Linked DNA regions of Mus musculus: region 1 is linked to region 2. Evidence: chromatin contacts called from public HiChIP or PLAC-seq data. All regions are on one chromosome and are shown on one strand. Each heading gives the region's core, a stretch centred on a gene start, on an enhancer-like site or on the middle of the called end of the contact. The rest is flanking DNA. Distances are from core to core; before and after follow the strand shown. Region 1 has its middle 12 kb from the start of Gm11548. Region 2 overlaps Gm42209 (a long non-coding RNA gene).

The links. HiChIP or PLAC-seq counts read pairs in DNA pulled down with a chosen protein or histone mark.
Region 1: a contact with region 2 is called in a CTCF HiChIP or PLAC-seq map of pro-B cells, with 7 times the contacts expected there. The contact joins two enhancer-like sites. A contact is called at or near these places in 1 of 15 datasets of contacts at CTCF or cohesin (pro-B cells) and 11 of 484 Hi-C or Micro-C datasets (the CH12 cell line, the G1E-ER4 cell line, the HL-1 cell line and 7 more).

The regions. Positions count from the first base shown.
Region 1 is chr3:36,491,948-36,497,288 of GRCm38.p6, forward strand. No RefSeq gene overlaps it. Among named protein-coding and RNA genes, the nearest start is that of Gm11548, 12 kb to the right of the region's middle. Within about 2 kb of position 3,629, at least 71 of the 459 cell types and tissues checked have an H3K27ac peak or open chromatin away from gene starts, as enhancers often do. A contact at or near this core is called in pro-B cells, where this site is marked.
Region 2 is chr3:36,387,336-36,393,096 of GRCm38.p6, forward strand. All of the region lies in intron 1 of Gm42209 (a long non-coding RNA gene), which reads right to left. Among named protein-coding and RNA genes, the nearest start is that of Gm42209, 16 kb to the right of the region's middle. Within about 2 kb of position 2,181, at least 5 of the 459 cell types and tissues checked have an H3K27ac peak or open chromatin away from gene starts, as enhancers often do. A contact at or near this core is called in pro-B cells, where this site is marked.

The DNA.
Region 1 (5,341 bases), core at 2,379-4,878, 110 kb after region 2:
TTGGGGGTTAGTCCATGGTCATTATGGTGGGGAGCAGACAGACATGCTGCTGGAGCAGTGGTTGAGAGCTTTATATCCTGATCTGTAGGCATCAGGCAGAGAGTGGTAGCAGGGGGACAGGGGACACAGAGAGACTAACCTGGTGTGAGCTTTTGAAATCTCAAAGCCCACTCCCAGGGACACACCTCCTCCAACAAGGCCACACCTGCCAATTCTTACCAAACAGTTCCACTAAGAGGGGAACTTAGCATTCAAACATATGAGCCTATGCAAGCCATTCCCATTCAAACTCCCAGGAGCAATGATTCTTCACAGCAGGAGAGATTGCTTCGATTCCCTTTCACCTACTTGTTTTTGCAATCCGTGAAATCCTCTTCCCCATCCTTCTCCTTGTTTTTCCATCTCTTCCATTCTCCCACCACACTGAGAGCTTCAGATACCCAGCCTGCAGTTGCTTTCAGTGCAAATATGATGTGTGTTGGCTGGTGTGATGCACAGCAGACCTCTGGGAAGTGTCACTTATGTACTTTTCTTCCCTCACAGTCCTCATGCCCTCAGGCTTATCCCTCATCCTTTTCCCAATACATTATCCACACCTCTACAGACTCTCTCCTCTCAGAACACAAAACACAGTTTCATGAGGAAGCCTGTTCTAGCGGGCTTGGAATTCACTATTATTGGATTCTGCAACAACCTTTCAAAATGCTTAAAACTCTGCCTATACATATTAACGCTGGTCCCAAAGAGATCGGTACGTGACACTTCCATTAAACTGTACTTTTGAGTGGGGAAGCACAGGATACAACAATAAAGTAGTGGCTTCTAGGGACTGCACTCTATTGAAACATCAAAATGGAAACTGATTTCCTATCCCTTAAGTAATTCCCCGATTGAAAGCCATAGAGCATTACAGATGGGCGTTTCCAGACCAAAGGCATTTCTCCAAACCACAGTTCTCTTCCAGCCCCATCAGGAGAAGAACACAAACATATGCCTGGTGGGCAGCCTGCCCCAGGAGGAGCCCCACCACTTCACATTTTCCCTAACAACACAGAAAACAAGTATTCAACAGAGAAAGTGGATCCACGGAGGAAGGGCGCAGCACCAGACATCTCTAATTACTTACAGCTCAGAGGGAAACTCAAGACCATCATCTTAAAGCCCAGTGCTGAAGGCAGCAAGTCACCACAGAGAAGAAACATCAAACCAGCACATTGTCTTTGCAGGACAGGGTAATGCTTATCACTTTCGCTGGGTTCGCTGATAAGAGCGATACACGCAACCACTTTGCTTCAAGTCTAATAGTAGCGTATTATTTTTCTTTCCCCAAAGATAATCCTGGCAATAAAATAATGGGATGAGTGACTAATGACAGCTTGAATCTTATCTCAATAGGTCTCACAATTACCTTAGCAATGGAGAACTCTTGCAATCTATGGTCTATATTCTGGAACAGCCTTGGACATTTTTCATTCATTCAAAGGTCTCTTTATCTCCCTAAGAAAAGTACCCAGAAAACTGTCATTGCCCTGTTAGTGTTTCCATTGTACCAAACACTGGCCTCTTGTTCTCATATCGTCCCATGAACATTCTTCTGTGTATGTCTGTGTCACCTGCTGGATCACAAGTCTTCTGAGGATTTGAAGTGAATTTTATTCTCAATTCTCAGAGTCTCAAACACACAGGAAACAAATGTCTGTTCAGTACATGTTTGTCGAGAGTGGGGCTTTATTAATTAGATGTCCTTGTTTCAACTGTGGCACTTTACAAATAATTCATTTGTTTTCATCTCCATCCAGGAAGTTAATGATAGAGCCTCCTTCGCAGGGTTGTTGAGCGTGTTCTTAATGTTCAGTGTGCACTCACTGTTGCTATGGCCATTGTTGCTAGGCAGCACTGAGACATCATCACTCACAATGCTGGAAGAAGTGCTACCTGAGATCAGAGTCCTTTGTAAACAGAGCCTCTGAGAGAAAAGAACTCAGCCAGATCTATGTCATGGGGCATACAGTCAAGAGAATGATATCTCGGGGCTCTGTTATCCAGGAGTGAAGCTTGCACTGTGTGTGTTTTTGTATTTTAGGGTTTTGACTTTATTTAAGCTTCTTATGTGGGACAGAGAAGTTATTCTTATCATTGTCATTCGTCAAGAGGAGGAAAATGAGACAGAGGTTAAATGGCCAAAGATAATGTTCTCGTAGGTGAGTCACTGGCCACAGATGCCCTGAGTTTGCTTCAAGTTGTAACAGAACAAACAAACCACAGGACTGTCATTAAATGTTTCCTAGAGGCCTGGGTTAGACCCAATCAGGCTCTTTCCTGTTCCTGTGCCCACCTGCCCTCAGTCCACCACAACATCTATTCTATTTTCCCTTCCCAGGGAGATCCGTGCATCCCCTCCTGAGCCCTCCTTGTTATTTAGCCTTTCTGTGTGTGTGTGTGTGTGTGTGTGTGTGTGTGTGTGTGTGTGTGTGTGTATTAGTTATTTTAGCTTGGTGTTTTTGTGGGACTCCTAACAGAGGGAGCAGGGGTTGTTTATGATGCTTTTGCTGCCTTTAGAACCCCGTCCTCCTACTGCATTGCCCTGTCCAGTCTTATTATAAAGAGAGTTGCCTAGTCATATTATAACTTAATATGCCATGTTTGGTTGATATCCCTGGGAGGACTGCGCCATTCTGAAAGGTAATGGAGGAGGAGTGGATGAGAAGGAAAGAGGTGGCAGGGCAGGGGGCTGAGAGGAGAGGAGTGAGGGGACATTGTGGTTGGGATGTTATATATGAGAGAATAAATTAATAAAACAAAGTTTCCTGGGGTAGCACCCAATTCAGCCTGTGTTACTGCTGAGGGGCCAGGAACAGTGACTCACCAAACCATGTGCTTGTTAGGGTTTCCTCCAGCCACCAGCAGACGTGCTGGAATTACTTCTGTGAGGTACAGAATACAATTTCTTTTTAAAAAGACTATAAGCCAAACCATTATTAGATATTATACAGCCATAATAAAATACCAATGCATAAAATCTCCCCTAGCAGTTTCCATCAAAATTGTACTACATCCAGCTACAAAACAGAAGTGAGGGGGCCTCAATATATTATAGCCCACCGTTAGTCACAGATCATTTATTAAGTAGACAAAAAAATACCCAGGCGTTTTTAACTTTCATCAGAGTTGTGTGAGGGGAAACTGCTTGTGGCCCCAGACAAGGAGAAAGTACCCAGCCTCAATGCCAGTCCTGCCAAAGCTGACTATCTGGGAAGCTGCATTTTCTATTAGACAACCAGCAATGTCTGGAGACTTTCTTTCAGCTTACCCTGGACCCAAACCAAAGTGATCAATATTTCCATGTCAGAAGCTTAGCCCTGTGGTGGTGACCTCCATCTTGCTTCACAATATATTGGCAAAGTCAGGTTGGCCGGAAAATAGGCAGGTCAAGGGTGCCGAAAAGTAATGGTTTCGCTTTTAAAATCCTGAGCTAATGGCTAATTTAATATCCTGAGCTGAGCTACTTGTAATGCCTGTACCTCCTCCCTGGAGGTGGCACAGGACCAATAGCTAATGATTCCTTAGCTATCTTTTATTTAGTAATGACAACAGCAGCAATCATGGCTGGACATTTGCTAACTGCCTGATATGAATCACGTCAGCTTTGTGCTGTTATCCCAGGGCTGTGACCTCTCTTGGCTGGAGAAGCGCCTCAATTGATAGGAAGCAGGAAGCAGCGCCACCTGGCGGACTCTGTCTGAAGTGTGTAAGAGAATCAACTCACAGAAGTCTCACTTCAGTGTGTGCAAGGGACCTGAGTCGTCTTTCAGGCCTGCGCAGTTCTCTGATGGCTCCTGCCTGTTAGGTCTCAGAGAAACTCAGGACAAAAGGCTAACTGAAATGCCTATTTAGCTCGCAAAAGCGGATGCTAGTGGCCAGGCTCTCTCAGCATCTCTCAGTACCACCCCCTACCTCCCGCCCCAAACCTCTCCAGCCTCTGAGCATCATTGTTCTTGTTTCTATATAACCCACCCATTTTGACCTCTGGCTTTCTTGGTTACCCTTTGGACTCTTGGCCTCTTGGTTCTTCTTCTTCTCCTGGTCCCCTCTCTTGTCTCTCTCTCTCTCTCTCTTTCTTCTTCTTCTTCTTCTTCTTCTTCTTCTTCTTCTTCTTCTTCTTCTTCTTCTTCTTCTTCTTCTTCTTCTTCTTCTTCTTCCTCTCTTCTCTCCCTCCCATCTCTCCTCTCTGCTGGCCATGTTCCGTCCATCCGTACTCGTCCAGATGCCTCTGGCTCTTCTCTCCCTCCTATCTACAATAAAAACCTTCTCTCAACCATACCTAGAAGGGACCATGCCCGTGTTTTCATTCACTGCCCTCAAGGGATCTGCAAAAACAAACAAATTATAACGTTCTACTTCATGAATGCTCACATTTAGAGACTGCTCCCCGCGCGCCCAGATAGAATTAGATGTTCCGTTTTTCTCAAGGGGCAGGGGTATCCTTTAAGGAAAGACTTTTGGTCCCGGGCCTAATGTTGGGAACACTGCGTTACTTGGCAGCTTTGGTTGCCAGTGAAGAAGGCCAGTGCCAAGAAGAGCCGCTAAGACAGAGTTTAGTGACTTTCTCAGGCTTAGCCTTTCAGGTGGGTTTTGGCCTGGCAGAGAGACAAATTTTTTTAGCTGGGTCCTGGATCCCAGTAGGAAAGGCATTATTTATTGCTACTAAATAAGAGACTTTCCATACTAAGACTTTCTGCTTGAGTTAGTGGGTAGTCACTTCCAGCCGCCTGTCCTGGGTGAACATTGATGCCTACCCTTGTGCACGGAATTGCTAGAATAGTCCTCTGCCCAGGTTTGGAGACAGCCTGCTGTGGACAAAGCTGTTTCAGACCCAGGATTCAGGACTGAAGCGTTCACCAGGACGGAAGAGGCTCAGGCAGAGAAAGCCCGAAAGCCCGAAGCTGAACTGGCTTCTCAGACTTTTCTGAAGAGCTTTTGCGACTTTGGGGCCCACAGCTTTGCCACGTCTGCAAGAGACAGCGGCGAGATGCCGCCCCCAAGCGGCTTCATAGAGTCATGACTCAGATTCCTTTTATAACCTACCGCATCCCTGATGCATGATTCCCTGAAGACAAGTGGAGCTTCCTAACACACATACACACACACACACACACACACACACACACACACACACACGCCGTAACATGTAGGTAACAGCAGGAATCTAGCAGCGTCAAGTAGTTTATGGTTGTTTTAAAATCAGGAGTGAGGAAATTAATAATAAATAATTTCTCTAATGCCTGTCTAACCAAACTAGTCTAGAAAGGCAAAGTTGCTTATTCATAAGAAAAAAAACTGT
Region 2 (5,761 bases), core at 931-3,430:
GGCTCATGAATTAATACTCTATTTCTTTATAGATGAGTAGTATTATGCTATAGACACACAGTACAGTTTTTAACTTACCCTTTTGAGAGACATTTGAGTACTTTCTGGTCTGGGGTTCTCATGACTAATACTACTAAGAGTATCTCTTTATATACAAGTTTCCACCATAGACCAAACGTGTTTTTTGGTTTTTGTAGAATAAATTCTCAGAAGTGCAATCCCTGGTTTTATGTAACTTATATTCAGTTTCGAGTGTAGTTTGGCTTGGCCATCTCACATTCCCAGTCAGTGAGTCATGGGTAAGGTAGTCCCTTTACATTCTAGCCAGTTTGTGGTCTAATCGCTGTCTTTGTATGTGGCCATCCTCCGCATTGAGTAGAAACATCTTGTGTAAGTTGTACTTCTCATTTCTCACATAGATAATGATATTGAACAAACTTTCCCTTTTTTTGGTCATCTGTAAATCTTTTTTGGTGAAATCGCTGTTTTATCCATTTTTAATTAGATTTTTGTTGCTATTCTTGTTGTTCTTGTAATGCAGAATTTTGAGAGTGTAAGGCACCCTAAACATAAGTTATTTGTCAGATATCTGACCTGGCACTACATCCTCCCAATCTGAAATTTGTCTTTTTAGTCTTTCATTGGGGTTATTCACAGAACAAAAGCTTTTAATGTTGCTAAATATGGAATCAATTCTTCTTTCCATGATTTCACTCTTGGTGTCACATCTAGAGTCTCTTTGCCTGTGCCATAATTTGAATTTTGCATGTCTCCATGTTGAGGTGTTGGTCCCAAGGATGGGGAGACTGGGAGGCAGTAGGCCGTTTAGGAGGTAGTTTGCTGCTAAGTTCTTAGATCACGAGAGGTGCATGTCTGAAAGCATCTTGCCTCTCTCCTCTCTAGTCCCTGCTGCTTTCCTGCTATGATGTGCCACACTACCATAAGCCCAAAGCACAGTCCCCAATCAACCACAGGCTGGAGTCTCCGAAACAAACCATTTTGTTTATGAGTTCATTCTATTTTGGTTTTTAGTGATAGAAAAGTGGCTACTATACCTTTTCCCAAGTCCACAGGACTTTGGCTGCAGCATTCCCTGGGGTTTTGCTTTGTACTGGGATACATTATGGGTTCTGTATTTATTTTTTATGATATGTAAGGCTCAGGAGAAAAGTATTCATAGCTTTGTTTGTATAATTCTGTTTCCCACTGGCTTTTTAAAGTTTATCCTTGCTGCATCCTGGCATTAGCTTTTGTGAATCCCCATTATTCTTCTACCGAGCATTATCATATCCAAATAAGACTTTATCTCACCAATATTTATTATATTACAATTTGGGTTTCTTCCCTTATAGCATTAGCCAGGACCTGTCATTCTACATTGAATTGTGGCAATGAGAATGGGGAAAGCTGTCTTGTCCCTGTGTTGAAAGAACCTCACCTGAGATTCTCCATTAAGTTTTCATTTTGTTTTGTTTTGTTTGTAATTTTAATGCCTATCACTGAAGAGGCTTGCTTTTATTTATAATTCATTAGCGTTTCTTATTTTAAATGATTTCTACTATATGAAGTGTACTTCTAGGTGAGATCTGATGATTATTGCCTTGCCTCGTTAACGTGTTAACATGGCAAGCTGCACTGAGAGCTTCTCTAATGTGGAACTGTCTTGATTAGTGAAATGAAACCTGCTTGCCCCGATGTTCTCTGTCTCACAGTATTGAATTCCACCAATGATATTTTATTTAGGAATTTCACTTGTATCATCATAGCTGAAGTAAGTATATTATTTCCTTGCATTCCTCATGATTTGGAAATGGGGATTTCATTAGCTTTATCACATAAAAGAACAACTTAGCTCCTTTTTCCTTTAATTTACCAGAATAATTTAAATGATAAAGGAATTGTTTTTCCTTTAAAAATTAGTAAAAAAAAAAATCTAAGCTTGAGGCATGTTGATGATAATTTCGACTTACTGCTTACTTGTTGGTCAGCTTTCTTCCTTTTCCCTCCCTTCTTTCTCTGTGCTTTTGTGATGCTGTTTTCTGCAGAGCCCTTCAGGAACACAAATCTGTAACTCTACACGAGAGACTCAGAGAAGAGCCAGGCTTCTGGGTCTCCAATTATAGCATAACTAAGCCATGTCCTAGTTAACTCCATGGAGACCACAGAGTCATCACCCCAGGCCTCCTGGGGGACCACCCAAAGGTTGTCATTGGCTCAGACATTTCTAAAGACACGCAGGATCCTGCTGTGCCCCAGCTGTGGCACCCACAGTTCGTTAGGAGGGACCACAACATCTGTTTTTATATTGTTGCTCTTCATGCACCTCTAATATAGTATATGAGTTTTCTATAAATGGCACAGGTAACAAAGTAAGATAAAGATGCTACTTAGGAAGTTTAGTCTGTGGTCATTTGGCTCCATTCCACTTGCATCAGGGTGGAGAGTACATGACAGAGCAGAACTGATCATGTCACAACCCTTCAAGGCTGAGCCCAGAGTGACAGAAAGCCTGTGAGTGGCGTCCACCTTCTGAAGCTCCTACTGCCTCCCAATAGAGCGCCTTTGCTAGAAACCAAGGCTTTAACATGGGTCTTCTGAAAACACTGCCATCTCAGCCTAGAGTGTGCAGCATAGTCCATATTTAGTCTATCCACTTAGAATTGGTTCTCTTCTTCCCTGTGTTCTCCAACTCTCTTGTTCTGGCTAGCAATATTACCTTCTCCTGGTTTAGCCTTCCTTTCTTTTTTTTTTTTATATATCTTTTATTACATATTTTCCTCAATTACATTTCCAATGCTATCCCAAAAGTCCCCCATACCCTCCCCCCCACTTCCCTACCCACCCATTCCCATTTTTTTGGCCCTGGTGTTCCCCTGTACTGGGGCTTATACAGTTTGCATGTCCAATGGGCCTCTCTTTCCAGTGATGGCCAACTAGGCCATCTTTTGATACATATCAAAAGATGTATCTAGAGTCAAGAGCTCCGGGGTACTGGTTAGTTCATGTTGTTGTTCCACCTATAGGGTTGCAGATCCCTTTAGCTCCTTGGGTACTTTCTCTAGCTCCTCCATTGGGAGCCCTGTGATCCATCCAATAGCTGACTGTGAGCATCCACTTCTGTTCCTTTCTTATATCCTAGTTTATTTAGTGTCTGTTTGTGCTACTGAGAATTGAACTCTGGACCTTTTACATGCTAGGTAAGGGCTCTGCTGTTCGCTACCCTAGTTGGCATTGTGAACCCGAGAATGTGGCGCCTAAAAATGAAGCAGACTAAAGTCTCATGCAGAAGCCAACTTTATTCAGAGCATCAGACAGTTTATACTCTGAGTGTTAAGAGGAGTCACTAGAGGGCAGGGCATGGTGGCACACGCCTTTAATCCCAGCACTCAGGAGGCAGAGGCAGGCAGATTTCTGAGTTCGTGGCCAGCCTGGTCTACAAAGTGAGTTCCAGGACAGCCAGAGCTATACAGAGAAACCCTGTCTCGACTCGAAAAACCAAAAAAAAAAAAAAAAAAAAAAAAAAGAGGCGTCACTAGAATATACATTGTACAATCACAAGGACAGGAGGCATGTGGCAAAAGTATGTTTTCCCATAGAGGTATAAGAAAAACAACAGCTGAAGTAAACTCACGCTTCTCCACTATACCTGGGAAGGGCACAAAAACACGTTCTAAGAACAATGTTGTGTTTTTGAAGTAACTAAGGGTGACATGGTGGCTTATTTTTGCCTCATTAAGGTATTTGCTCCTAGGATTCTCACTAATATAAAGATACACACAGTGTTTGTAATCTGTGAGTAGTCTCATTAATTTGGTTTCACCGTAAAGGAAACACAGTGGAAGTAATGCTGTTTTAAAGTGAGAAGTGAATCTCAGTTGGACATCTAATATATGGTGAAACTCTTTTGACTTAATATTAGCTTATTCATTGACACATCTACAAAGAACCCTGTAGAGAAAGCTCCTCTTTTTTTTCTGCCCCTTTTCCTCCTACGTAGTGTTTTCTTCAACAGGTATTTAAAAAAAAGATACTGATCCAAGTTAAATGTTATTCAATGTTATTCAAATCTTTAAATATTATTTATTCTTAACAAATATTCTTTTAAGTATTCAACCTTGATGATAATCATTAATTCACAGTCGTAAACACTTGTGCACTTCATTAGACACCAGAAACACAGAGGATATTGAGTCACCATCTCTATCTCCAAGGAGTTCACGGCTAATTAAGAAGAAAGTCTCCGGGATAAATAAATAAAATTGATATTGTGCTAAATCCAAGATGAGACGAAGTAACAGAACCCTAAAAATGTCATTTCTTTATGAAAACTATGCATGCAAGCTTATAGGGGCTGGGGAATTATACAGATAGCTTGCCAAAGAATGCACAGAATAGGTTTCCTGTTACTAAAGGCAGGTGACAAGAGTGTCTCAATGAAGGAGAATGCTGCTGAGAAGGTTTGCATCACGTTCTGCCTCAGTCATCACTACCAGACGATTCCATGCAATCCTGCTTCCTGGGGTCCCTAAGAACAAAGTTGCCTAGGTTAAATGTTTGCATTTCCCCAAAGGTTCTACTTTGAAATAATAATAACACCAGTGTGCTGGTTTGGAGGGAATGATCAGGGCAGGAGGGCCGGGTTTTTGTCAACAGAATGCATACCCTTAGGGAAGAGATGCAGCCACCCCACCCCATGGAAGTATCCAGGAGAAAGCAACCAGGGCTGAGGGTATAACTCAGTGATTGAGGTTTGGGTTTGATTCTCAGCCCTGGAAGAGGAGGGGAGAAAGATGATCATCTATAAGCTGGGAAATAGTCCCCTCACCAGACAGAAGATCTGCCCATATCTTGATCTCTGTCTTGAAACCTCCAGAACTTTGAAAAATAAATTTGTGTTGTTAAACTGAGGCAGGACAGGAAGAGAGGAAAAAATAAGAGAACATGGCAAAGAAAAGAAGCCTTTCCTCCTGGACACTGATTGAAGTCTCCATATCTGAGAGTTCTAGTCATATATGCAATAACGGTTGCCTACATTAAGACAATATTCCTCTTATAAAGGGATATTTCAAATAGTAATAATAGGGCTGGAGAGATGGCTCAGCAGGTAAGAGCACCAACTGCTCTTCCAGAGGTCCTGACTTCAAATCCCAGCAACTACGTGGTGGCTCACAACCACCCATAATGAGATCTGACTCTCTCTTCTGGAGTATCCAACCGGAGTGAGCAGAGGTCCTAAAAACTCAATTGCCAACAGCCACATGAAGGCTCACAACCATCTGTACAGTGTACTCATATACATAAAATAAATAAATCTTTTTAAAAATGGTAATAATAATTTTAAGATAGCAATGGACTATGTGTAAGTCCTAAGTATACATGACTGCATTAGTTACTTCTCTGTCGCTGTGAGTAGATAGCATGACCAAGTTAACTTACAGAAGAAAGAGGTTACTTGGGCCCATAGTCCTGAGGCGTTACCGTCCACGATGGCCAAGTGGCTGCATCAGACAGCAAGCATGGTGGCAGGGGCAGGAAGCTGTGAGCTCACGTCTTGAACTGCAAACACTAAGCAAGGAGATCAAACTGCAAGTAGCCCAGGCTTCTTACTCCCAAAGGCCACTCCCGGTGACATTCTTCCTCCAGCAAGACCATACCACCTAAACCACCCCAGAAAGCACCACCAACCCGGGGCCATGTGTTTAAATACCAGAGACCATGTATGGAGTACATTTCTCTTTCAAACCACTACAGGGACCTTTAA